Regions from separate parts of the Triticum aestivum genome. Here region 2 is linked to region 1. Evidence: chromatin contacts called from public Hi-C data. All regions are on one chromosome and are shown on one strand. The core of a region is the stretch at or near the end of the contact, and the rest is flanking DNA. Distances in the headings are between cores, read along the strand shown.

What was found. Hi-C and Micro-C count contacts between places; a contact is called where the count stands out from the background.
Region 2: a contact with region 1 is called in a Hi-C map of leaf, with 4 times the contacts expected there. The contact joins the promoter of LOC123085251 here to the promoter of LOC123085246 in region 1. A contact is called at or near these places in 2 of 5 Hi-C or Micro-C datasets (both in leaf).

What each region holds. Positions count from the first base shown.
Region 1 is chr4A:76,382,252-76,387,074 of IWGSC CS RefSeq v2.1, reverse strand. It overlaps LOC123085246, which reads right to left and starts at 1,974. Exons shown (of 8, transcript XM_044506871.1): 1 at 1,641-1,974; 2 at 1-218. The coding sequence starts at 1,739.
Region 2 is chr4A:76,897,578-76,902,400 of IWGSC CS RefSeq v2.1, reverse strand. It overlaps LOC123085251 (DNA polymerase I), which reads right to left and starts at 2,378. Exons shown (of 14, transcript XM_044506876.1): 1 at 2,075-2,378; 2 at 1,478-1,709; 3 at 672-751. The coding sequence starts at 2,170. It overlaps LOC123085248 (coatomer subunit gamma-1), which reads right to left. Exons shown (of 18, transcript XM_044506873.1): 17 at 4,248-4,487; 18 at 3,069-3,539. The coding sequence ends at 3,345.

The sequences.
Region 1 (4,823 bases), core at 725-3,224:
GATGGATCCTGAGATCCATTTTGCTGCCTAATCTTTGATTCACCACTTGAGCTCAGACAATCAATATCTGAAACTTCTTGCTGCAGTGACTTGAAATTTTCCAAAAGCAACCCATTGCACCTTGAACAGTAGAAATTCTTGCGAGCTTGTTCAATGAGGGTTTGCTTATCCAATTTTAGAAGCTCCCGCCGTGCTTGCGGTGGCAAATCATTCCAGAACTGAAACAAGTTCAATCCACAGTCATAAAAGTTATCTTGAAACTCACATAACTTCATTTTCCAAGATAAAAATATGATACCACTTAAAATACACATTCTGGTTTTATTTCCATTACATAGGAAAGTGGATACTCCAAACGCGGGGACAAGAAAAATCTATTATGGAATAGAAATCAATCATGATTTTACACAAGAGTACGGCACCAGCACATTTACAGCTCCAACCAAGGCGGACACGCGGAGTGCACCAAAGTCAAGGTGCCTCGGGAGAGTTGTAACGGAAAATTGAGCACATTTACAGCTGCAACCAAGGCGGAGTGCGGCAAAGTCAAGGTGCCTCGGGAGAGTTGTAACGGAAAATTGAGCACATTTACAGCTTCAACCAAGGCGGAGTGCGGCAAAGTCAAGGTGCCTCGGGAGAGTTGTAACGGAAAATCGAAGGTCATTGTAGAAACGTAAACAAATTTAAAACAATAAATGACATGGCATATTAATATTCCACGACAGAGATACAAAACAAAGCACACTTATTTATTCTACCTGTATCACCATTTGATATCCAATCTAAATTCCACTTGCTGTGCTTGCTAGCTTATCATCCTACTACTATCATCGAAGGAAGTGAAAGATGTAAAGTATGAAGACTTGGGATCGGAGAGTGAGGTGCATGATTAGTTGATATGAACTCAGTCTCATCACAACTCGATGAAAATTTCAAGAAATATATATCCTGTTTTGAGCCAATAGTTTACATCTCAAGTGTTCTGACAGAATTTTGTTTTCCCAACTCAATCGAGCATTATGACATGCCAGAATTATTGCTTTACATCCTTCTCGAATCAGGAAGAATTCGAAACCAGTTCTAAATCAAGTGTCTCAAGCCTTTGCGAGACGACTCCATGACTGACCACTCCAATTCAACCCATACCAAACCAAACTCATAATGACAAGTATCAATAAGGCCCAATCCTGTTTTCCTATTTAAACATACCAAACCAAATGTGCAACTCCAAGGGTTAGAGTCCCTAAGAGCAATGCACCAACTCAAAGTCAATGCAATCTGGCTACCCACAGAGTAACTAGTACTAGTACATATATGCTCGTCAGGGGCACATGGGAAATCCTGTTGAATCTAAGAACCATAATTCACTGGGAACATAAATATCCAATCCAAGCAAGCTAAGCTTAGTAGGGAGGGCCCAAGGGGGGCGAATCCTTTTTGATATCACCAACTAAAACGCCTCGGTTTCCCCGACACGGTGCCTTTTATGTGAATTACACACCGAACCCGAGCCAATCCAAGGCAGACGCGGGGCAGCCAGCTCAGTCACAGATTCGCAGGGACGCCACCGCCGAACCCCAATTCTCACATCTCAAATGAAACCCCGGCACAGTACGGAATCGACGCCCACGCCGCGTTACCTTCTGGAGGCGATCGAACGTGATCTCGTCCCGCCGCCGCGACCAGATCCCCGATCCCGAGGCCGAAGCCACGGCCGTCTCCGCCGCGACCCCCGCCATCAAGTCCCCCCGCGGCCCTCAACACGCAACGACGTCTCCGCGCCCGATCTACCGCCGCCGACGCCGGCGGCGACACCTGCGGCCGGAGAGCGAGGGGGCGGGGCGCGTGGCCGGAGCTGGGTCCGGGGCTGGGGCGGATCGGCCGCGGTGGTCGCGCCACCGGGGTTTTTGCTGGCGAGAGGGCGAGATGGGGGGGAGGTGGGGAATGATGAGGTGAGGTGAGGCGGGGCGGGGGGTGGGGTGGGGTAAAAGGAAGAAGATGAGGAGGAAGAGGGGGGAGGGAACGCGACGGCGTCGTACGTTTTTTAACCGCCACGGTTAGGCTAGGCCGCGCGGTTCGATTGTTCAGGCGTTCTACTGGTTTTTTAACCGCCACGGTCCGTTCTACTGGTTTCGGGATTTTAGACGGGCTGGTTAAAACAGCCGCCGTGGTTTACCATTGTTCAGGCGTTCGAAATCTGGTGTGGTGCGACGTGTTTTTATCTTTGGGTCCTCGTGGAACACCGAATTCCCGTTTCACAGTCGATGGGTGTCACATGGTGTGTCATCATAAGTTCATAATGACTAAACTTGTAAATGTGAGCGTGTCATCCCCCATTCAGCTAGTGTCGATTCATACACTAGAACAACGTGGAAAACTCCCAGACAACATGGAAATAGTTTACATCCTTTTAGAACTTAGCATCAAACTATATAGATGTTCAAAGGAAATAAATCAAATCTTATAAGCTTGATATATAAGATACAATACAAATAGCCAAATATTTATTATATGTGACTAACTGACTATAATTAATAGAATAGTACCACGTGAATCTTAAGGGCATTTTCAGATTGTTTGGTCTCTCCAAGGAAAATAATGGCACGCATGTGCCTAGAAAAGGTGATTACAAAGTTTTGGTTTATGAGTTTAGCAGTAGATCCCATCTTGAAGGCAAACAATGAATGTATAAAATGGAGACAACATAAACACTTGTGTCATTTTATTTTCACAATACAAAGGTTTATTTTCTCAAGACAGCCAGTGGATCACATCTTAGATTGTTGTGCGGGATGTTAGGGCTTTCTATTTAACACGGGAATAAGAAAAATGATAGGAATGTCATGTGCGATAAATTCCTAAAAGATATTAAAACACATCAACTTGATAACCGTAATTTGGATAGTTCATAACATAAAGCTTTGGAGGAATGTCGCTCATGTTGATTTTGTCCCCCATGAAACTAGGGTCCTATGATTGACAACTTCAGTCCTATGATTCAAAGGGGCAAAATCATAAGGACAAAATTTTCCAAAGAAAATATGAATCGTGAAATCCAAAGAAGTCATTGGTAAATAAAAAGGAAGAAATGATATATGGATAAATTACATCCCTACATATCAACTTGCATAGCGCCAAAGCCATTCTAATGTTATCATGTGGTATAAAATGTGTTTCAATCATTGTGAGTCACCAAAAGATGTTTTTTAGTAAAATGTTGTGTTATATGTGTGAAGTTCACATGAAACGGATACGGCTTTGAAGGAAAGGGGGGTTGGATTTTGATAAAATATAGAGATGTTGTGTTTATTTATTATTATTCATGTATTATCGTTTTTGCTAGGATCGCTTCCAAAGAATGATTTCCTTCACTGAAAACACATTGACTCCATTGTAGTCAACTTATACGGGATGAAAATCATTGTATGTAGTATTTGGAGGCATGTGATTCGCTATCTATCTTGCGAGAATTGCATTACGTCTATTTTTTCAACAAACATGTAATTTTGTAAGCAACTGATATGTAATCTCACCAACTAAAACACCAACATGGACCAATGTTTTTTTTGCGAGTGATGGATCGATGATTTTTTAGAACCGCCTTCATGGCACTTTAATAAATAGGGGACACATATCTAATTATACAACATCAATCAGATAGCCAGGAATTGCATCAAAATCAACAAAATGATTAGGTAAACTAAGTGCTTCCTTCAGACACAAGTGAGTCGGAACATTTGCACTTCTCCTCACGAATAGAACTGTGAGTCCCTATAAGCTTGTGAAATAGAGTTTATAAGCTTGTGAAATAGAGTTTCATCTCACGAATCAGTAGTGATCAGATGGATCGGTCATCTTCAGCATGCCATTAGGGCAGACATCATCTCGTAGGCAGTCTCTAGCACTACTATTGACATTAACATCGCATCCTGGCCTACCATTAGTTCCACTGTAAGCGATGAGGGTGTCTTCATGTTTAGCACATCAGCCCTAAAAAAATCCATGTGTGATCACACGCCGCAACACCACCGCCTCCTGATCTCCTCCCCGAGCAAATTGGTCCATCTGAATTAATCATAATACACCCCTCCTCTAGTGGTTTCCACCTTTGCGTTACCTGTGGATGGGACACCGAATCTAACACTGGTAGATCTAGCGACTTGATAAGCTCATCAATGATCTCCATGGAACTTGTGCGGTTGGTGTATTAGATCCTTCTAAAATTACTTGTTTCAACTTGTCTAGATTGTCCACATCACTAACACTGTGATGGTTCTCTCGTCCTTGCTAATAAAAAGTGGATCAAGCATATCTCGGGATCAAGTCAGCGGGTGTAGTTTTGGAAGTTTCAAACCAAATAAAATCATCTATTAATTCCTAGAATCTAACCGCACGATTGCACGTGACCATCTCATTAAATTCATTCCCGCACATACGACAAACACCATCCTTTTCTCACATGTCACTTCTTCAGCTCCCCATGTGAAGGTAACACGTTCTTGATTACCCTTCGCCAAAATACATGGATTTTTGCTTGAACTAGTAATCTCTAGAAATGTTTTCAAGTCTCCCGGCCACCGGACGAGCTAGACGGCTCACTGCGCTTACTTGCTTCTTTTTACATTGTCACATGTTATGTCGACCTCGTTGAAAAGAGGCATGATTTCTCCCACACCCAGAAATCTCATATTCCCCTTCTCGACTTTGGCATACTAAGTGTAGCATCTGCATCAGAAGGAATGAAGAGTCGAAGAGTCTCAGAACTAACTCCACATTCCATTGGCTAGTATCCTTGAATATCATGTCTGACACCAAGTAGACAT
Region 2 (4,823 bases), core at 1,129-3,628, 510 kb before region 1:
TGAACAGCGAGAGTACTGAATATTTTCTTCAAAGCCACAGTAAACAACATATTGACACATTCTCTATGGACTGAGAAGGGACTAATACCAACTGAGGATAAACTTTTGTGGTCAATAAACATCACAACTCTGAAATAGGCAGATATGTACAGAATATTGTCTTTTCCCAAAACTCTGACCTATAAGATCCGCCTTAATGGTCAAAGATGCCTACTGAAAAAAACTTGATAAGAAAAACATCCTATTATCTGTCACTATAATTCATTAACTAAACGTCATATGAAGACAAGCATGGTGGAATAAATATTGCACTGACCATCCAGTACAATGTGCCATTGATCAAAAACATACTTAAACTCCAAAATGTTTCTCAACTTTCCTGACCTTCCATATTTTTTTCACTTCCCCCTGGTTCCTACTTGTTGGATTAGTAGTGCCCAGTGGATGGTGAGAAAATTGTTTATAAAGAGAGAAAAATACAACCATGGACCGTATTCACTACACGAATAAAAATACAAATGAAGAAACAGAATTGCCCTAGCAGATTGCGTTTCACACAAACTCTACATGAAACAACCCATAACTGCAAGACCCATCATATACAAATTTGAGTTTATTAATGTTGAGGATGTCATTTCAAAGCTACAAATAATTCATTAAGTCCTACTCACCAGTGACAGAGCTTTGAATATAGTTAAAACCCAATCCCCATTGCCATCAGCATGTTCCAACTGACCATGTTGCAGCTGTGCTACATCGATGGAAAAAGAATAGATGAGGTGTAGATTACAACACTGAAAACGAGCAATGGGAAAGAGTAAATTTCTCAAACAGGTTTAATGTATGACAAACTTAGATATTTAAGAACAAATTTCACAGATTGATCAGACTACTCTGTAGTTTTGTATTACAATTGGTCTCTAAATCTGTACTAAGGACATTGGTTAGGAATTTCTGTTCAAGCATAGCACACAGTTCAACCAGATAGACGGATTAGAAGGTAATGGATGTGCACATTACAGGATAAACAATACAGCAGCTGGACAGCTAAACCATCAGTCTCTGAAAACGATGCACATAGGGTGGGTAATGAAATAGAAAAAATGTCCCATGTCATGTTGTTACGGACTCGAGATTGCATGTGTGGAAGCATGTAATATTTCTTTTCCCAGTGTCTAGGATAACGACAGAATTCTGCTATACTCCAACTATCATATTAAAGTAGACCTAAGTCCAACAATATCATGTCTAAGTTGAGTTCCAACATTTGCTTTGCCAGAACAAGTGCTGACTTCAATACATGTTCCAAGACAACTTACCAAGCATATGAAACGAAATGTCTTGAGGAATGAGGATCACAAAGAGGTGACTGTCACGACATTACGTTTCTAGACATAAACTTACCGTAACAACTAGAAAAAAGGCAAAGCAAAATGACAAGATGTACCAATAGTGAGTGCACGAGGAAAACACTGACCTAATATCTTGTAGTAGGATCTGTACATCACTGAGGTTCCATCAACAAGCATGATTCTACTCTTTGAAGGGTCAGCAGGAGCGACATTCTCACCAGGATTCGTTAATATGGTCGACACACCTGAGGGCAAGCTGTCGTCATATAACGGAATCCGTGGGGCATGATCCACTGATGGTCCTTGAAAACTCTCGATCGAATCAGTGACTGGCAGGACTGACTGCCCCGAGAAACCCTAGTGCGTCAAAGACAAAATAGGACCAGTAATTAATCAATACTCGCAATAGAAAACATTAAGGGTAGGTTATAAACCACATGAATCACTATCATTTTGAATCGAAAAAGGGTTGAGCCGTACAATTTGCAACGCAACTACGCGAAGGTGCTCGGCTGAACAAGAAGAAACTTTATCCAGAGGCAATGTGGTACAGGTAACAATGGAATGTTCGCCGAAGCTTCACCGATTTTATACTAGGGCTAATTAAATGTGGCATTCCCCTATTTTTCTCTCTACAAGCCCTCTCCAACCCCAATCTGCCAAACCGTGCGAGAAGGAGTGCGTCGGGTACCAGAGAAGGGGGGCGCAGAACACGTACGTACCCTTCGGGAGACGGCGAGCGGCAACTGGAGGGGCCGCGCGGCGGCGCGGAAGAGGAGGCGGGGCACCGCGGCGGCGCGGAAGCAGCAGCACGCCATCGACGGACCGGGTGCCCGCAGCGCTCCAGTCGCGGGCGGCGGGGGAAGCCAGTGCCAGCCGGCGGGCCGTGGGCAAGGAGTTTGTAGGCGGTTCCCTTTTGGGGCTGATTCAGCAGCACGACCACGGAAGTTGGGAGAGGAGCAAATGGCGTGGCGGCCGCGAGGACCGTGGGAATAGGCTTGGCTGTGTTGCTCCTAAATTTATCAGATAAAAAGGTAACGAAGTACTTATTTTCACAAATCCATTGTCGTCCAGCCCGGTTAGGATATCTGGCTTTCACCCAGGCGACCCGGGTTCAAATCCCGGCAATTTAAACTTTTTTTACCTGTGGATTTTTTGCTGTCGGGCTCCATAGAGCCTGAAATTTTTAAAAATCTACTTTTTGAGTTCTAAAACAACTAACATAAATGCACAAGTATTTGTAGATGCATACTAGATGTGTGTGAAATTTCATGACGAAATACATTTTGATGTGAGCTGTAAAAAAAATCATGTACTTTCCAGCATAAAAATGTATTTCGCCATGAAACCTTTACAGAGTAATGTACATCCATATGTATGTGTGTTTTATTTCAGAATTTTTTGAACTTGTTTTTTGATGTTTCCAAAGTAAAGGCTCCATGGAGCTCGTGCTCCATTAGCAATTTCCACACAAGCATGCATGGCATTTGTGTATACTCCCTCCGTTCCTAAATATATACAAGTCTTTCTACAGAATTCAATATGGACTACATACGGATGTATATAGACGTAGTTTAGAGTGTAGATTTATTCATTTTGCTCCGTATGTAGTCTATGAATAGTCTATGAATATCTAAAAGACTTGTATTTAGAAACAGAGGGAAATAGTGAGAGATTCGACTAGCAGATTAGCCCACACATTTTACAGCAGCAAGATTGCATATCAATACACCATAACATATTTCATTTGAGACAAAACATGCTCAGAAATTAACTGTGCAGTGAACGGCTGAACGCAAGGGGTACAAGATACACTTCTCACTTCTGAGCAGCAGTACGCAGGAAGCCAAGAGCATTCTGTAAATACCGAACATCAACAGGTACAGTACAATTTTCAAACAAAATTGAAAACTATTTTCTTTCTGACATGATACTGAAGACTATTTACCGGCTCTACACAGGTTTTGGCAGGGGCAGAGGCCACCATCCGTTTTACCCACTGGCAACAATCTCATGGATCTTGTCGCTGACTTCGGGGTCATCTGACCTTACCGCCAGCTTCATCGCCACTTCCTTGGGCCCGCTTAGTCCGAATGATAACCTGACAAGAACCTTGACGCCCCCTATATACACTCCAGAAAGCAGGCAAACATGCGATCTTGCATTGCTTGGTACAACCTCAGTGCCCTGCAAACATGAGTAACCATTGTTGTCAACTTTCAGTTTTTCAGAAGTTTTCGGGGTGTTTAGTTCACAACCCAAGATGAACCTACAAAGAAGTTTGGCCAATCTGTTATGCGCAAAAAAAAAAAAGTTTGGCCAATCTGAATAATGGTGCCTGCCAATGATTTGGCCAATGTTGGGAAGGAAATAAACTAGAGCGGGCAAAGGGGTGTGGGCATGCCAAAACATTAGCAACCATACAAAAAGATCAATTTTTTCGCATAACCAAAAAGATTAGTACGGCAGATTTTGGTCGTGAACAAAACATTATAGATTCCAATGTACTCCCCCCATTCCCGAATACAAGTCTTTTTAGAGATTTCAACAAGGGACTACATACGGAGCAAAATGAGTGAATCTACACTCTAAAATATGTCTATATGCATCCGTATGTTGTAGTCCATTTGAAACCTCTAAAAATACAAGTTCAATTGAATGTCGCATGCCACTGCCAAGTATGTCGATTAGTCAATTATTTTGTCCCGTCCCATCCCATAATGGTGGAAGAACAGGAACAGCAACATAAATGTAGAACGCATAAGGCACCACACAATGTATGTAAATTCTTGGGTTCAGTTGTGGTGATGCTCGAAGAAACAGCTAAGGATGAATAGGAAAACAGGCAAGTTATTTGACCAATATTAGTTAAACTTTAAAGAACTGGAAGCTCACCTCACACGGTTGCATGCCAAGGATACTAGTGACAGCACTCACAGCCTCAGCCAAGCTCTCTCTAGCCCCGAGTCCATACTCATCCACACGCTCACTTTCTGGGTCCATATTCTCCCAGGCATTCCTAAAGTTAGAAACTGCGACCCTCAGCATATAATCAGCTGAAACAATTTCAAGGTCTTCTAGCTGGTATTCATCCTCCACACCATCTTCATCAGCTTCCCCTGAAGATGTGTCAACCTGACAACAATAAACAACGTGTCAACCTGACAACAATAAACAACATTAACTCAAAGAACAACAAAATAGTGCAACTTGGTTGAGGTTAAATTTCATTGATGTCAATACTTCATTATGGACTTATAACACTTGTAGGTTGCAAGTCCAGACCACTTTATAATATAATAATTCCGTATTTATTTTAAAAATATTTTATTGAGATTGGTAACTAACCCGAGTCCCCCTCTAAGAACCGTATATGAAAAATTCATCTCATACGGCTCAAGCAGAAACACACAAATTTTCAACGAATGTTAGAAAAAGGGTTCAAAACTTCATCAGCCACTGAATTGGGTC